Regions from separate parts of the Sus scrofa genome. Here region 2 is linked to region 1. The links are chromatin contacts, called in public Hi-C maps. All regions are on one chromosome and are shown on one strand. The core of a region is the stretch at or near the end of the contact, and the rest is flanking DNA. Distances in the headings are between cores, read along the strand shown.

The links. A called contact is a pair of places that touch in the nucleus more often than the background predicts.
Region 2: a contact with region 1 is called in a Hi-C map of alveolar macrophages, with 1.7 times the contacts expected there. The contact joins the enhancer-like site here to the promoter of ATAD5 in region 1. A contact is called at or near these places in 8 of 47 Hi-C or Micro-C datasets (adipocytes, alveolar macrophages, blood and 2 more) and 2 of 2 datasets of contacts at active chromatin or transcription factors (alveolar macrophages and skeletal muscle).

Annotation. Positions count from the first base shown.
Region 1 is chr12:42,918,836-42,923,111 of Sscrofa11.1, reverse strand. ATAD5 (ATPase family AAA domain-containing protein 5) reads left to right here and starts at 2,674. Exons shown (of 23, transcript XM_021067456.1): 1 at 2,674-3,130. The coding sequence starts at 3,083.
Region 2 is chr12:42,960,385-42,964,438 of Sscrofa11.1, reverse strand. All of the region lies in intron 6 of CRLF3 (cytokine receptor like factor 3), which reads right to left. Among named protein-coding and RNA genes, the nearest start is that of CRLF3, 29 kb to the right of the region's middle. Within about 2 kb of position 1,913, at least 5 of the 83 cell types and tissues checked have an H3K27ac peak or open chromatin away from gene starts, as enhancers often do. A contact at or near this core is called in alveolar macrophages, where this site is marked.

The DNA.
Region 1 (4,276 bases), core at 1,425-3,924:
TGGCAATGCCAGATCCCAGACCCACTGAGTGAAGCCAGGGATCGAACCTGCATCCTCATGGATTCGAGTCAGATTCCTTTCTGCTGCGCCACCACGGGAACTCCCTGTACTCTTTTTCCATCTGGCTTCTTTTACTCAGCAGAGGGATTCTGAGGTGCATCCATGTCATTTTGTGTAGTAATACATCATTTTTACTGCTGAGTAGCAGTATTCTACGGTATGGATATATCACAATGTGTTTATTAATTTATCCCTTGATGGGTTGTTCTTAGTTTTTTACTATTACAAATAAAGCTGCTATGAACATTTGTGTCCGAGTCTTTTTTGTTTTTTGTTTTTTTTTAGGGCTGCACCCTTGGCATATGGATGTTTCCAGGCTAGGGGCTGAATTGGATCTGTAGCCATAGGCCTATACCACAGCCACAGGAACCCCAGATCTGAGTTGCATCTGAGACCTACGCCACAGCTTGCAGCGACGCTTGGTCCTTCAACCCACTGAGGGAGGCCAGGAATACTAATCAGGTTCTTAACCTGCTGAGCCACAATGGGAACTCCCCTAACACATTTTGCTTTATTTATCACAGCATGAAGTGGCTTGATATGGGATGTCAGCTCCCAGACCAAGGATGGAACCCAGGTCGCAGGGGTGAAAGCGCCAAACCCTAACCACTAGACCACCAGTGACCCTAACACATTTAAATGCTGTTATTTGGAAGAATAAAAAGCACTAGAGACATACCCTATAATCCAGCAATTACATGTGTTCAAGGAGACAAGAATTTTCATTGACTCATGGATAACAGAAAATAGAACTTCAATTGTCCTTACTAAGGAAATGGATCTATAAAATGTGCATAGTTGATCCTGCTGAATAGGGAACTATGTCTGGTCATTTATGGAGCATGATAATGTGAGAAAAAAGAATGTATGCTTGTATGTGTAACTGGGTCACCTTGCTGTACAGTAGAAAATTGACGGAACACTGTAAACCAGCTATAATGGAAAAAATAAAAATCATTATAAAATAAAACGTGCATCATTGGGTCAAATGCTCAGGTATGAAAGGGAATGAATCAGGCCTGAATGTATCATGGATTGACAGCTTTGGAAAACTGAAGAATGAAAAAAAGTAAATTGCTAAGTGATGTTTACATTGTTACTCTTTTTTTTTCCCCCAGTAGTGTGCAGGGACTTGCTGTGGGATCTTAGTTCCCAGACCAGGGATGGAACTAGGGCCAAAGCAGTAAAAGCACCTAATCCCAACCATTAGACCATCAGGAACGCCCCTATATTGCTAACTTTCATGTAAAGGAAGACAAAATGAAAGGCTTTTCTATGGATACATATACGTTCGTAAAAGTATTAATAAAGGCTGCAGTGGTATCCACGGAATAGGTGATATTGGCTACCTTTAGAGTGAAGAGACTGAGTTTTGGGGTGGAAATCAAGGACACTTTCAGATTTTTTTCTGTAATTTTCTAATTGATTTTTCCTCCTTTTCCTCCTCCCTGCTCTTGCTCCTCCTTTTTCTCATTCTCCTCTCCCTCCTCCTTGAGTGGTTGGTGTTCCCATACCCAGTGGGTTATTAAAAAAACAAACCATAACAACAAAAGAGTTTATATTTAGTGCAATCTCCCTAAAAACCACATCCAAGGCAAATAATTTTCAAAGGAAAAGTAACTACCATTTATTTCATCGGAAAAATTTGTACCCTTCATGTTGTCCAGACATAAACCATACACACAGACAATAATGTGAACAGTTAAAATCAGTTTGCATAACCCGACCTAACAAGGTGGCTTCCCGTTAATATTTGATAGGTACATTTACCTGTTTTGTTTCAGCCCTTACATATCCTGCAGATAAAACTATGGACTCAAAGAAAATAAACATACTCTTGTATATTGCAAGTTTAATGTAAAAAAGCAAAGTAAGGCAAATTCATGAAAACAATGAAAATGACGTATGAGATTATCATCACTACAAACTAGCAAACTACAGGTACCCTGCGACAGCTGGAACACACGCCAGCCAGCTGAGGCCATGAACTTGGGCTCCTGGCTTCTTGCTAGGACGAAATCCATGGGAAAAAATGCCTCCTGAGCTCAATTAGGGGTAAAGGTCAATTCTCGGACCCCTAGTAGGTAGCGAGGTAGGTCGCTTGCCAAAGTAACATTTTAAGTCGTGTGGAAGGAGTGTAATCAACAGCTATTCCCTTTCCTGTATTTTTCGAATTTACACTTAAATGGGACTAGTCTAGGTCGTCAAAAGTCTAGGGTTTTAATTCTGCCACCAACGGACTTTAGTCAAATCACATTCTCATCCGTGAAACTGGGGTGAGGAGTTTGAATCTCCAAAATCTCCGTTACTTTTACTTGTTTTTCAGCCGAACAGGTGGAATATGGACGTTTCGGGGCCAGGGATGGAATCCCAGCCGCAGCTGAGACGTACCCCACATACTCTGTATTTTGCAGCTACGGCCAGGCGAGATCCTTAGCCTATTGCGCCCGACAGGGGGATCGAACCGCTACTCATCAGCGACCAGAGCGGTTGCGGAAAACAACGATCCCAGCTACGTTTAGAGCCAAATGAATAATCCCGCCTCCGGCAGTTTCGCCTAAGAACCATTTTGGCCTTCTCGGCTCACCGTCCGCGCAGCCTCCGGAAGCGATCTAAGCTCCGCCCCCTGCGCTCCGGACGGCGCGAAAACCCAATTGACAAGAATTCCCTGGGAAGCCCGCGGGTTGGGTCTACGTTTGGCCTGGTTTTCCCTCCGAGGTCCTGGGCCCGACGTCGGAATTGGAGTGTCCTCGTTGGAGGTACCCCCCACCGACCGCGCTACAGGGTCCTCTTCGCGCTTTCTCACCACCTCTTCCCGCGTTCGAGTCAGCTGAGCTCTCGGCCCAGCCTTTGCGACCACCCGGGCGGTGGACGCGGGGGGTTCCAGGCAGACCCCGCGGCCCAGCTTCTTGCTCCCGTTGGAGCAGGCTGCCTCCATGGCCTCCAGACAGGTCGGACCGGGCTGCGTAAGGTCCTAGGAGCTGGGATTCCGGGAAGCAGGGAGCATGGTGGGGTCCTGGCCATGGCGGCTGCAGCTGCCACCCCTCCGGTGAGGGATTACGAGATTGAGGTGAGCTTGAGTATCTCTATTTGTTGGAGGTGGGTGAAAGAGGGTTCTGATCTAGGATCTATGAGGGGAAAGAAGGGACCTGGTGAGGCCCCTTTGTTGTGTCTTTGGGTGGAACAGTCGCTGGAGTGTGTCCTAAAGCCGCGGTAGGTACCCATAAACATTAGGATTGAGGATGTTGAGGGGCCTAGTTAAGGACCAGTTTATAGATCCTGAAATGTTCCTGAAACTTGATAATTTGGACTAGTGAAATGTCATGGAGTCTTCCAGGGTCAAGTCTGGATAAGGAATCACAGAACTTTAGCGTGGAAAAGAATCTTTTTGTCCACCCACCTGTGCTAGGAATAGCACTTGGTGTGTCACTACAGGAATCAAACAAGGTACATAATTTAAAAATCACTTTCTCATTGCTCTAGAACTTAAGATACTGCAGGAAGAAGTCTCAGCTTGGTATGCTGTTTATTCTTATGTGTTCTAGTTTCAGTGAAATGCACTAAAGAGATTCTAATGTCATAAAGTAGTGGAGTATCATCAAGTAGACAATTTTGCTATATTTTCACACCTTTTCATCCCAAGCTAGCCTTGTAACTGACATATGCATACTGGTGTCATTGAAGTGAGCCAAGACATAGGTTCACTCACTGAACTGGGACTGTTTCTTACTTTTTAGTATTGAGTACTTTTGGGAGTTCCTGTTGTGGCTCAGTGGTAATGAACCTGTCTAGTGTCCATGGGGTTGCAGGTTCAATTCCTGGCCTTGCTCAGTGGGTTAAGGATCTGGCATGGCTGTGGCTGTGGTGTAGGCTGGCAGCTGCAGCTCCAGTTTGACCTCTGGCCCGGGAACTTTCATTTGCTGTAGGTGCGGCCCTAAAAAGCAAAAATAAATAAATAGAATTGAGTACTTTTTGCCTTCTTGTTAATATTTGTTATGCAGATGCTTGTTTGCTGGATCAAGGCAGTTGCTGGGTTTGTCTTGGGTGTGAAGAATTTTTGATAACTTGAATTACGCAATTCTTGCTTTTTGTTTGGTCAGTTTCTGAATCTTTTTGTTACAATTTCTTCTTTTGGTGCCCTGCTTAGAGTACTATTTCAGGGCACCAAATATTGTTTAGTATTGTGACAGTAAAGGCCTTATACACATTATTTTAC
Region 2 (4,054 bases), core at 664-3,163, 42 kb before region 1:
TTTTGGACATGCAGACGCAAAGCAAAACACAACTCAACCCATATTTCACACAGTGTACTAAAAGTAACTCAACAAGGGCAGAGCTTCCACCCCTACCCACTTGCATCTCTCAGGAGCGTCCTATCTTAATAAATCTCTTTCTTGCCTAAAAAAATAAAATAGGGGGCTCTTCTCCCCCCTCCCAGAAACCCTGGGAGCTGTCTGCTTTCCTTTAATAAAGACTTTGCTTGCTTGCTGCCTGTGGGTTCAGGAAGTTCATTGTTCAACTGCCGTGAACAGGAACCCAGATTCCGGTATCATCTTTTGGGGGCTCGCCCAGGAACCGATCCAATCCATCTGCGCTCATAAGGTTTAGCAGAAATCAAATGAGGCGCTGAGACATCAGTTACCGAGTAGAAACTAAAGACCTCCAACAGCAGGTGCAGGGGACGACCAAGCCAGCTCCAGCTGTCCGAACTGCCCTCTGGGACTGGATGAGCTCCTCCTCCTGGTGAAAATACCTCCTCACCACAGCCCTCACTGCAATCCGGACCCTCTTATTCAGACCCTGCATCATTAACTGTATTTCTCGTTTCATTATATCCCAGTTAAAAGCTATCAACCTTCAAAATAATAAAGGTAACTCAAAAAGACTCATAGATCTAAACATACAATTTAAAAACACAAAGCTTCTAGAAGAAAACACAGGAGGGGTTCCCTGGTGGCCTCGCAGTTAAGGATTTGGCATTGTCACTGCTGTGCCCGGAGTTTGATCCTCAGCCCAGGAACGTCTGAATGCCACAGGGGTGGCGAAGAAGAAGGAGAGAGAGAAAGATGAGAAGGAGAAGGAGAAGGAGAGGAGGAAGAAGAAGACATAGGAGAAAATATTATGACCGTGCGCTGGGCAAAGGTTTTTTAGACAAACTAAAAGCACTAGGAAAGATGATAAATTGTACGTCAATAAAACCAACCTTTGCTCTGCACAAGATACTGCTAAGAAAAAGAAAAGACAAGTCACGGGCTGGAAATTATATCTTCAAAACACATACTTAACAAAGGACTTACAATCACCAAATGTTAATAATAAGAAAACATTTTAAAGGCAACAGATCTGAAAAGATACTTCATCAATGAAGATACACAAGTGGTCAATACGCCCATGAAAAAATGTTCACATACCAAAAAAAACCCAAAACAGAGTTCCTGTCGTGGCTCAGTGGTTAACGAATCTGACTAGGAACCATGAGGTTGCGGGTTCAATCCCTGGCCTCGCTCAGTGGGTTAAGGACCCAGCGTTGCCGTGAGCTGCGGTGTAGGTCGCAGACTCGACTCAGATCTGGCATTGCTGTGGCGTAGGCTGGCGGCTACAGCTCTGATTAGACCCCTAGCCTGGGAGGGGTTCGGCCCTAAAAAGACAAAAGACAGAAAAAGGGGGGGGTTCCCGTCATAGCTCAGTGGTTAGCGAATCCGACTAGGAACCATGAGGTGGCAGGTTCGATCCCTGGCCTTGCTCAGTGGGTTAAGGATCCGGTGTTGGTGTGAGCTGTGGTGTAGGTTGCAGACACGGCTCGGATTCCATGTTTCTGTGGCTCTGGCATAGGCCAGTGGCTGCAACTCCAATTGGACCCCTAGCCTGGGAACCTCCATATGCCAAGGGAGTGGGCCAAGAAATGGAAAAAAGACAAAGAAAAAAAAAAAAAAAAGAAGAAGAAGTGGGGTCTATGTGCCCTCCCTGGGATCTGGACTCTGGGACTGGTTGAACAACAGAACATGGTAGGAACTGTCAGTTTCTCAGGCCTTGAGAAACTGACAGTTTCCACTTCCTATTTTGGGGGACACTCATTCTTGGAACAGAGCCCCTAGGCAGTGAGGAAGCCCACGCAGCCCACGGAGAGGCACCAAGAGTCAGAATCAATCTGCCGGCACGTGAGTCATCTTGGAAGTAGATCCACCATCCCCAGTCAAAGCACCCCAGCCAACACCACACAGACAGAGATGAGCTGTCCTTGCCTAACTCTGCAAATCGCAGCTGAGCTTAATAAACGACGATTGTTTTAAGCGTCTAAGTGTTGGGGTGGCTTGTTACGCGGCATTAGCTAACTGGAACACCACTTTCTGATGTTCTTGGAAAGAAAAAACTAATAATGAGAAATAACTACGAGTTCCCACTGTGGTGCAGCTGTAACAAAACCGAATGAGATCCATGAGGATGTGGGTTTGATCCCTGGCCCCACTCAGCAGGTTAAGGATTCGGCATTGCCGAGAGCTGCAGCATAGGTCCCAGATGTGGCTTGGATCTGGTGTTGCTGTGGCAATGGTGGAGGCCAGCAGCTGCAGCTCCACTTCAACCCCTAGCCTGGGAACTTCCATAGGCTGCAGGTGTAGCCCTAAAAAGAAAAAAAGAAAAAAAGAAAAAAGAAAAAAGCCAGGCTGTTGCTCCTTGATTTGCCACCTCATGTTACTTGTGAAAGTCAGGCTAGCACAGTGGCTACAGGCATAGACTCCAGGGCTAGACCACCGGGATCTGAATACTGACAAGTCACGTAGTCTCTCTTGCTCTTGTTTCTCGATGTGGAAAAAGAAGACAGCAACCTCCTAGGCTGCTAGGATTAAGGAAGGCTGTTAAAAAGGAAGTTGTTTTAAAGAAAGGAGGTGAGAGGAGTTCCTTTGTGGCACAGCAGCATTGTCACTGCAGTGGCTCAGGGTGCTACTGTGGTGCAGGTTTGATCTGTGCCCTGGGAACTTCCACATGCCTCAAGCATGACCAAAAAAAAAAAAAAAAAAAAAAGGGAGGTGGGAGAGAAGACAGTAAAAACATGATTTACAAAATAGTTAAGATCAGACATTCTAGCTGGGGGGCAACAGGATCAGCAGCATCTCCTGCGCTAGGATGCAGGTTCAGTCCCCAGCCCGGCACAGTGGCTTAAGGATCCAATGTTGCCACAGCTGCACTTATGTCACAACTGCGACTTGGATCTGATCAGATTCAGCCCCAGCCAAAAACAGGGGATGAAAAAATAATAAGATCAGGAGGAAAAATTTTTAAAGAAAAAAAAATAGTAAGATCGGGAAACTTTAGAAGCAAGGAGAGGGAAAGCAGGAACGTTCACACACGACATCAGGGGAAGGAGTTGCTAGCAGCCCTGAGCACCACAAAAGACTATTAAGAGCCATCCAGTAACAGGTTTCTTTTGGATCAACGGCGCCAAGCATTCCTGAAACTTCAGCAGAAGGAGACGGGGCTGAGCAGCGGGGCAGTGCCCACAGGAGCATGACCTCCCTTCTGACGCCCAGGCCCTCAAACATCCTCAGAAAGCTGAATAAAGTTTACCTTTCCTCAAGCAGGCCCATGTGCCACCCCCCTCATGCACGAAGGTGCTCCCTCCCCCCCAGTGACAACTTCTGCCTCAAGTGCCGATGCCTGAAATTCTTTTAAACAAGGAAAGAAAACGTTTTCATTCCACAAAGGAAAAAATGACAAAAATGCAAAGGCCTGACTATTTAATACTGAGTTCAACTACGTTTCAGTCAATCACCCTGCCAAGTAGGGCCCCCGTCAAGCATCTCTGGGGGAAAAAGGAGGAACCAATAGTTTATTGCGGACATCTAAGTGCCAGGCACAGTCTACAGACAGTAAGTAGATTTATTAAATCAATTTCTGTAATTTCCAACATCATAATCCATTAACTCAATTTCCAAAGTCATAATCCACTGACATGAAACAAATCTAGGAGTTGCCCTGTGGTGCAATGGGTTAAGGAGCTGGTATTATCACTGCTGTGGCACAGGTTCCATTCCTGGCCCAGGAACTTCCATGAGGCTTGGATGCAGCGAAAGAAAGAAGGGGGGGAGAAGGAGGAAGAAATGAAGGAAGGAAGCAGGTAGGCAAGAAAGAAATCTAACTAGGTTGTCTATCAAAACTTCCTCTGTGTTCACAGAGGAAGAACTTCAAAAAGCAGGAGCTTAGGTCGCCATCATGGAGGGATAAAAGTCATAGAAGAGGGAAAAAAAGAAAAGAGCTAAGGATACAGCAGCAGAGACACTGTACGTTTCCACACTAACTTGAATCAGATTT